2 separate regions of the Pan troglodytes genome follow, and region 2 is linked to region 1. The links are chromatin contacts, called in public HiChIP or PLAC-seq maps. All regions are on one chromosome and are shown on one strand. The core of a region is the stretch at or near the end of the contact, and the rest is flanking DNA. Distances in the headings are between cores, read along the strand shown.

Region 1 (3,480 bases), core at 636-3,135:
GTTTAAAAAAAAATAATAAGACCCGGTAGTTAGCCTGATTCTCCAAACTTCAGGCCAGATTTTTGTATACCACAAATCTGCAGCCAGTGCAGTGGCTCATGCCTGTAATCCCCAAACTTAGGGAGGCAGAAGCAGGAGGATAGCTTGAGCCTAGGAGTTCAAGACCTGCCTGGGCAACAGAATAAGAACTCCATTCTCCACAAAAAGAAAAAAAAAAAAAAAAAAGAAAGACAATATACAAATCTACGGGAAGGAATCTTTCCAGAAAGGAAGAATTTGTTTCAAGAACTGTTTTGCAGGAATGTCAGAAGGGTTTTTATTTTTCTTTGACTCAAAGGCTATAACACTGTACTTTATAAAAATGGAAATAAAGGCATTAGTTTGAACAATCCTCTATTCTGCTACTGTTGTAAAGTTTGGAGCCTATAACTCACTCAAATTGGTTTATAGCCATGTGTTTACTAAATCTTTTTTCATATTCCTTTTCTCCAGGCATACAGGAATTTATATCTCACAGCCTTCTTAGAGTCAGTCAGGTTGAGCCTGGTGACTAGTTCAGGACAGCGAAACGTCAGCAGAAGTGAAAAGGCCACTCACTTCTGGCAGAGGTAAAGGAGAGCCCTTACAGGATTCTCCAATCTAGATCTTCTGCCAGCCCGGAAGTGCTGGGAGGGCAGAGCCACAGACGCAAGCAGCAGGGAAGCTGAGTCACCGTGGGGACGTGAGACTGACTTACAGATGACGAGTGCAGCCTCACAGCCTAGTCCATGTTGAGATAAACACAATACAGTCCTGCATACTTTATAGTCATAAACGAGGGAGAATAGAAATGGAAAATGACCCTCTAGGCCTCTAAGACCAAATTATAATGAAAAAATTTATGTCTTCAGTTTTGAAAATTAAAGTTTTTGACCCTGATAAAACAAATTTGCTGTACAAGTATCCGTTAACCATGTGAAACCTACTGAAATGAGTCAAACTATTTTCTTACATTCCTTCCACTTCAACACCAATTCTAATCCAATTCCAAATTAGTTTTTAGAGAGTCTCTTGTAAGGAAAAGGAAAATCGACTTCGAATTTTAAAATTTGTGCTATTATTAGTTTATAGAGCTTTCAACAATTTACAAATAGTTTGCATAATCAGTATATTTAATTAGTATATATATATATATATATATATATATATATATATATATATTTGAGAGGGAACTTCACTGCAACCTCCCAGTTGCCTCCTGGGTTCAAGTGATTCTCCTGCCTCAGCCTCCCAAACAGCTAGGGTTATAGGCGCCCACCACCACGCCCGGCTAATTTTTGTATTTTTAGCAGAGACAGGGTTTCATCATGTTGGCCAGGCTGGTCTGGAATGCCCAACCTCAGGTGATCTGCCCGCCTCGGCCTCCCAAAGTGCAAGGATTACAGGCGTGAGCCACCAAGCCCGGTCTAGTGTAATTTTTAAAAGTACAAAAGCCACTAGAAACCATGACAATAAGAACTTCCTTTTGGGTTTTCCAGCATTTGGTTTATAGGACATGGACCATATATAGATGTTTTTTGAATGTTGAAATCTTTTACTCATAACACAGTTTTCCCAGTAACTTGCTTCCGGTTGATTTAAAATTTGTAATACAACTTTGTCATAGCAGGTACCTTCATGAAACTCAGTATTTGAGAAAAATGTGGAGTTTTTTCCCCTTTCTTTTGGCCAGAATATATATCCAGGGTAGTGACTTTCGAGCAAATGCGTTTAAGCAACTCCAGTATTCTTACTACGCTACCTCCAACCTCGCTCCACGCATGGGGAGATCAGGGTTCCACATTTTCGGGTAAGCATTAGCCGTCCTGGCGCTGCACGAGCGTATTCTACAATTCTGAAAACTACTAACTTTTCCGTCTGCAACCTTTAATAATTGAGAGGGTATGCGCAACTCAGAAAAGTGCGCCCGCTGAGGTTGGGTGCAGAGTGGACTGGAGGAAAGGCGACACCCATTTACGGTGCGGCCCCGGACGGGGTCCCCCGACACGGCCTTCCCGGCGTGCCACGCGCGGAGAGGACTCTTAACGTGAAGCGCTGGGTGACTCAGCCGCGTGGCCGCGCGGTCCGGGGCGGGGGGCGCGCGCCGCTGCGGCACAGCCGGTCCCGGCTGCGGCTTCTGGCTGCGCGGCCTGCGCGCGCCTCCCGGGCGGATTCCAGCCCTGAGCGCGACAGCGCGGCGGGGAGCAACGAGTAAGTGGCGGCGCGGTACGGTTTCGGGCGCGAAGACCGGGCAGGGAGAGTGTGGCGGCGGGCGTGGCCCGAGTCTTCCCTTTGTGGCCGAGGGGGCGTCTCCTCCGGACGCGGCGGCGGTTCGGACCCCCGAGTCGAAAGGCCGCGGGGCTGAGCTGGGCGCGAGGAACCTGTGGGCAGCGGCTTGATGGGCTCCTGTTTCCGCGCGGAGGGCAGAGTCTGGTGATCCTGGGGAGGGAGGCGACGCTGCGCCCAGGTGGTGGGCACAGCTGAAGTGTAACTTGACTGCTTGACTGCTTTTTGCAGGCCTCGGGTGGTTTATCCCGCCGGAGAGGAATGGCGAGAACCTGGAGTGTTGACTGGCAAAACATTTGCAGACGCGGTTTTTCTGGCAATTAATTGGCTCCATTAAAAATTAGGTAGTTGGTAGGGACTTCCTCCTGAACTCTGGTGCCGAGCGCATTTTGCTCGGTCTTTTCAGCCCTGTTTCCGCGTCTTCCTTCCCTGCCACCCGCAAATTGCCAGCTTTCATCCGTGGCTCTGAGTGCAAAAGAGCTGGGGAAAGCCTTAACCAGCAATTTTCTTTTAAATAAAACTTTGCTTTTTATAGCAGTGTCTTCAGGTTTACAAGCCCAGTTCTGCACTATGAGAAAACTCTTCTATTTTGGAGTTTGTGATTCTTTCTGAAAATTCCTCAGTTGAAGAGATTTATTTTTAAATAAGAATCTAGTGAACAAACTAACATGATAAACAAGGCTGTGAAGGAACTGTTTAACCAGCTTATGAAAATATCTCCCAGAGTCCTTAGTTTTGTTCCTGTTCGCTGTGCGAGAAGTTGAGGTAGTTTTTTAATGGTCTTCAAAACAAAGTGTTGTAGTAGTGTCTGTCGGATGTGATGAATCCAGAGTCAGAGGACTTCCGCTCAAGGCCCCCACCTGAAACCCCAATTCCTAGGCCATAGTTCTGAAACAGAAGATTGTTCCTTAGTAATAAGGTTGCAGTACCCTAGCACCTCTTCCATAAATTTGATTCTAGAGATTTGTGATGGGTCCCTGAGTCTGGGATTTAAGCAAGCACCTGCACTCTTGGTCTGTTACTGATGATCCAGGGACCGACCACACGTTGACAGACACCACCTTTAGGCTGGGCTGGGAATTTTAAAAACTGCCCAACAGCCTTAACCCTTTGTCGATGTTTTCCTCCCCTGCCCTAAACCAGTCGTAGGACAAGAAGCCCTGACTCTCCAGAAGC
Region 2 (3,480 bases), core at 298-2,797, 150 kb after region 1:
AAGAAAAAAAAGGAAAAAAAAAAAAAGGCCAGGTGCCGTGACTCATGGCTGTAATCCCAGCACTTTGGGAGGCAGAGGAGGGTGGATGGCTTTGAGCTCAGGAGTTCTAGACCAGCCTGGGCCACATGGTGAAATCCTGTCTCTACAAAAAATACGAAAATTAGCTGGGCATTTGTGCTCGCGCCTGTGGTCCTAGTTGTTGGGGAGGCTGAGGCAGGAGAATTGCTCGAGCCCGGCAGGTGGACGTTGCCGTGAGGCGAGATCGAACCACTGTACTCCAGCCTGGGTGACAGAGCCAGACCCAGAGTCTCAAAAATAAATAAATAACTAAAAATAAACAAATATGTATTGCTTGGCTGCTGTATCGTTTCCAAGCCCTGGGGATGCAGGTGTGACCACAATTGGCCAAAGTGAGAAAACCTAACATCTGTAACGCTGCAAGCTTGGGGTTATTTTATACAGAGGAAACAGAGAGGTTAAACGTTCTTCTCAGGATGCTTCAGCCAGTAACTAGCAGTGGGGGCTGGGGCCAAATCCAGGACTGCCTGACTCCAGAGCCTTTGATTTGATAGAAGGAAAGAAAATGAAAAAGAGGAGAAAAGCTTACATAGAGGAGGGGAACAAATCAAGGCAAATATAAGTGAGCCAGAAAAAAAAAAATCTAGACGAGAGAGAAATAAGAAAAGGTTTGCTAGGATCCCCTTCCCCCCTTTTACAGGTGAGGAAACTAGGCTGAGATGTAATAAATCTGTATTTTTCTCCTCCACTACAGATAAACCTTTTAGAACCACAATAAGAGGTAAGGCTTCAAAAGAAAAATACCTGGGAAAGTTAAAACATATTAATTGGCTGGCCGGGTGCTGTGGCTCACGCCTGTAATACCAGCACTTTGGGAGGCCGAGGCGGGAGAATCGCCTGAGGTGGCGAGTTCGAGACCAGCCTGACCATCATGGTGAAACCCCGTCTCTATTAAAAATACAAAAATTAGCCGGGTGTGGTGGCAGTTGCCTGCAATCCCAGCTACTCGGGAAGCTGAGGTAGGAGAATCGCTTGAACCCGTGAGGCGGAGTTTGCAGTGAGCCTAGGTCGCGCCATTGCACTCCAGCCTGGGCAACAGAACGAGACTCCATCTCAAAAAAAAAAAAAAGAAAAAAAAAAAAGAAAAAAGATAAAACATAATAATTGGCATATCTTTCAGCTAAGAGGGAATAAATAAAAAGACAGGTTCTTTTTCTCTCTCTTTTTTTTGTGCAGTGGTAGGATCTCAGCTCACGGCAACCTCCGCCTCCTGGGTTCAAGCGATTCTCCTGCTCTCAACCTCCCAAGTAGCTGGGATTAACAGGCGCCTGCCACCATGCCCAGATATTTGTATTTTTAATAGAGACGGGATTTCACCATGTTGGCCAGGCTGGTCTTGAACTCCTGATCTCAAGTGATCCGCCTGCCTCGGCCTCCCAAAGTGCTGGGATTACAGGCATGAGCCACCGCGCCCAGCCCTTGGTGATTTTTCTAACCCAATCACAGTCTCTCTCCCCTTAATTACTCTTGCGGCTCTGTCTTCCTAAGGGAAGTGGCCCGGACAAAATACATGCCAGGCAGTGCAAGGGCTGCTAGGAGAAAGGCTCGAGATACCCCTCCTGGCATTTGCTTGGGGGCCAGAATTTACATTCAATCTTCTTCAGAAACTTCCCTTTCCGGGTGTTTGCTAAAGGTGATAGTTTCCAGGTCACCTGACCGGTCTCCTTTGCTGTCGGCGCCAAGTCCTGCAAGTTTGCGTGAGAGACGAGAAACCAGCAAGAGTTGGGCAAACTTTCCAAACCAGGCTTTTCCTTCAGTGTGGAATCTAGGCGGCCACAGTCTGGTGCCAGCTGGGTCACAAACAGCTCCGTGACCTGTTTGTAAACGCGATGCTCTTAGTTCCAGACTAACCGCTCACAAGGGTGAAGCACTTAATTAATTCATCTCTTAATCTTGTTAGGGGCCAACGGCTCCTATTAGTGTTTGAGCGTGACGGCGACGGTGCTGTTTATGAAGCCCCAGCCTATTTGGAGGTGAGGAAGAGGAGTCTGTGGGTAACCTGGAGGTCGACAGACCGGGAGGAACGCTCGAGGGAGCACCAGGCCTGTTACAACGAGCGCGCGCCGACGCACGTCTCCACCCACCCGGCGCAACCGCCAGAGCGCGCTCCCAGCAACCGCGGCTCTCGCGCGTTTGTAGCCATTACGTCACGGCCTCTTCTGCTTCTCATTGGGGGAGCCCGTCCAATCATGTGATTCCAGTATGGCGTATAAATAAAGGCGAGGAGAAGGCGGTGGTCCGCCATTTCGTGGACGCCGGGTGAGTGAGAGAGTTGGTTGGCGTCGGGCCGGAGGAAAGCGGGAAGACTCATCGGAGCGTGTGGATTTGAGCCGCCGCATTTTTTAACCCTAGATCTCGGTAAGAGACCAGCGAAAGAGGGAATGAGGTGAAAGTGGAATTTAACTGTACCAAGGAGCCAGGCCCAATGGCGGCGCCAGATTGAGACAAAGAGGCGCCGCCGCCATTTTGTGACGTTCAGCACGGGGCGGTGGCGGGGGCTCCCGGCCCATCAGAGGGTTTCCTAGTCTTGGAGTGGAGATGTTTATATTTCTCATTGGGGCATGAGCCAGGATAGGGGGTTACCTGGGAGTTGGGAACCACAAAGGGGAGCCGATAGCCGAGTTGTATTCCAGGTCACGGCCTTTTTATTTTTATGGCGCCTTTTTTTTTTGGCCCCTCATTTAATTGGGAAGCTTCTCAGAATGTTTTTGTAAAGTCACCAAGACCGGACCTTTCAGTTCATATTAAATGGCCCCCGTAGTCACCTTTACTTTCATGTAGTTTCAGATTTTGCAGCCTGAATCTAATCATCTTTTTCTAAGACCGAAAGATCTTCCTTGAACTTAAGATTCGTTCTTTCAGCCGCTTCCCATTAAAATGTAGGCTTAAGACAGGTACCAGCAATGTTTTTAAAAATTTTCACCAGTGGTTTGGTCTTAGAACTTACTCCTGGGCACAGGGTGTGGTCACAGCAAATAAGATGTGTCTGGACTGGATATTTTAATTAGACAAGCCCAGAGTAAGAAGAACGTGGTGTTTATGGAAAGCACTTCAGCTGAATTATTGAGTAGATGGTTTTTATGTAATTGAAACTGGTCTACAAGTTTATCAGATTCATCGTCGAAGTGACTCAATAATAAAGTTTTATCAAATACAAGTCCGCCAAGGAAGAACAAAAAAAAAAGTCCCCAAAGTGCAGTAAATTTTTTAGTAGCAAATATCTTAGTAATTTTTTATTAAAGTGAAATTATCTTTAAGTGGTATTTAGTATATTCAGTGTTGTGTAATCATCACTTACACGTAGTTCCAAAACATTTCCGTCACCTCCCCCCTCAGGAGACTACTACCCATTGAGCACTTACTCCCAGATTCCCTGTCCCCCTTCCTCTAGTCCCTAGCAAG

Evidence for each region. HiChIP or PLAC-seq counts read pairs in DNA pulled down with a chosen protein or histone mark.
Region 2: an H3K4me3 HiChIP or PLAC-seq map of stem cell-derived excitatory neurons shows a contact between it and region 1, with 4 times the contacts expected there. The contact joins the promoter of SRSF3 here to the promoter of KCTD20 in region 1. A contact is called at or near these places in 1 of 7 Hi-C or Micro-C datasets (stem cell-derived neural progenitor cells) and 1 of 1 datasets of contacts at active chromatin or transcription factors (stem cell-derived excitatory neurons).

Annotation. Positions count from the first base shown.
Region 1 is chr5:42,314,450-42,317,929 of NHGRI_mPanTro3-v2.0_pri, forward strand. KCTD20 (potassium channel tetramerization domain containing 20) reads left to right here and starts at 1,886. Exons shown (of 8, transcript XM_527371.7): 1 at 1,886-2,229.
Region 2 is chr5:42,466,377-42,469,856 of NHGRI_mPanTro3-v2.0_pri, forward strand. SRSF3 (serine and arginine rich splicing factor 3) reads left to right here and starts at 1,548. Exons shown (of 6, transcript XM_001173216.7): 1 at 1,548-2,436.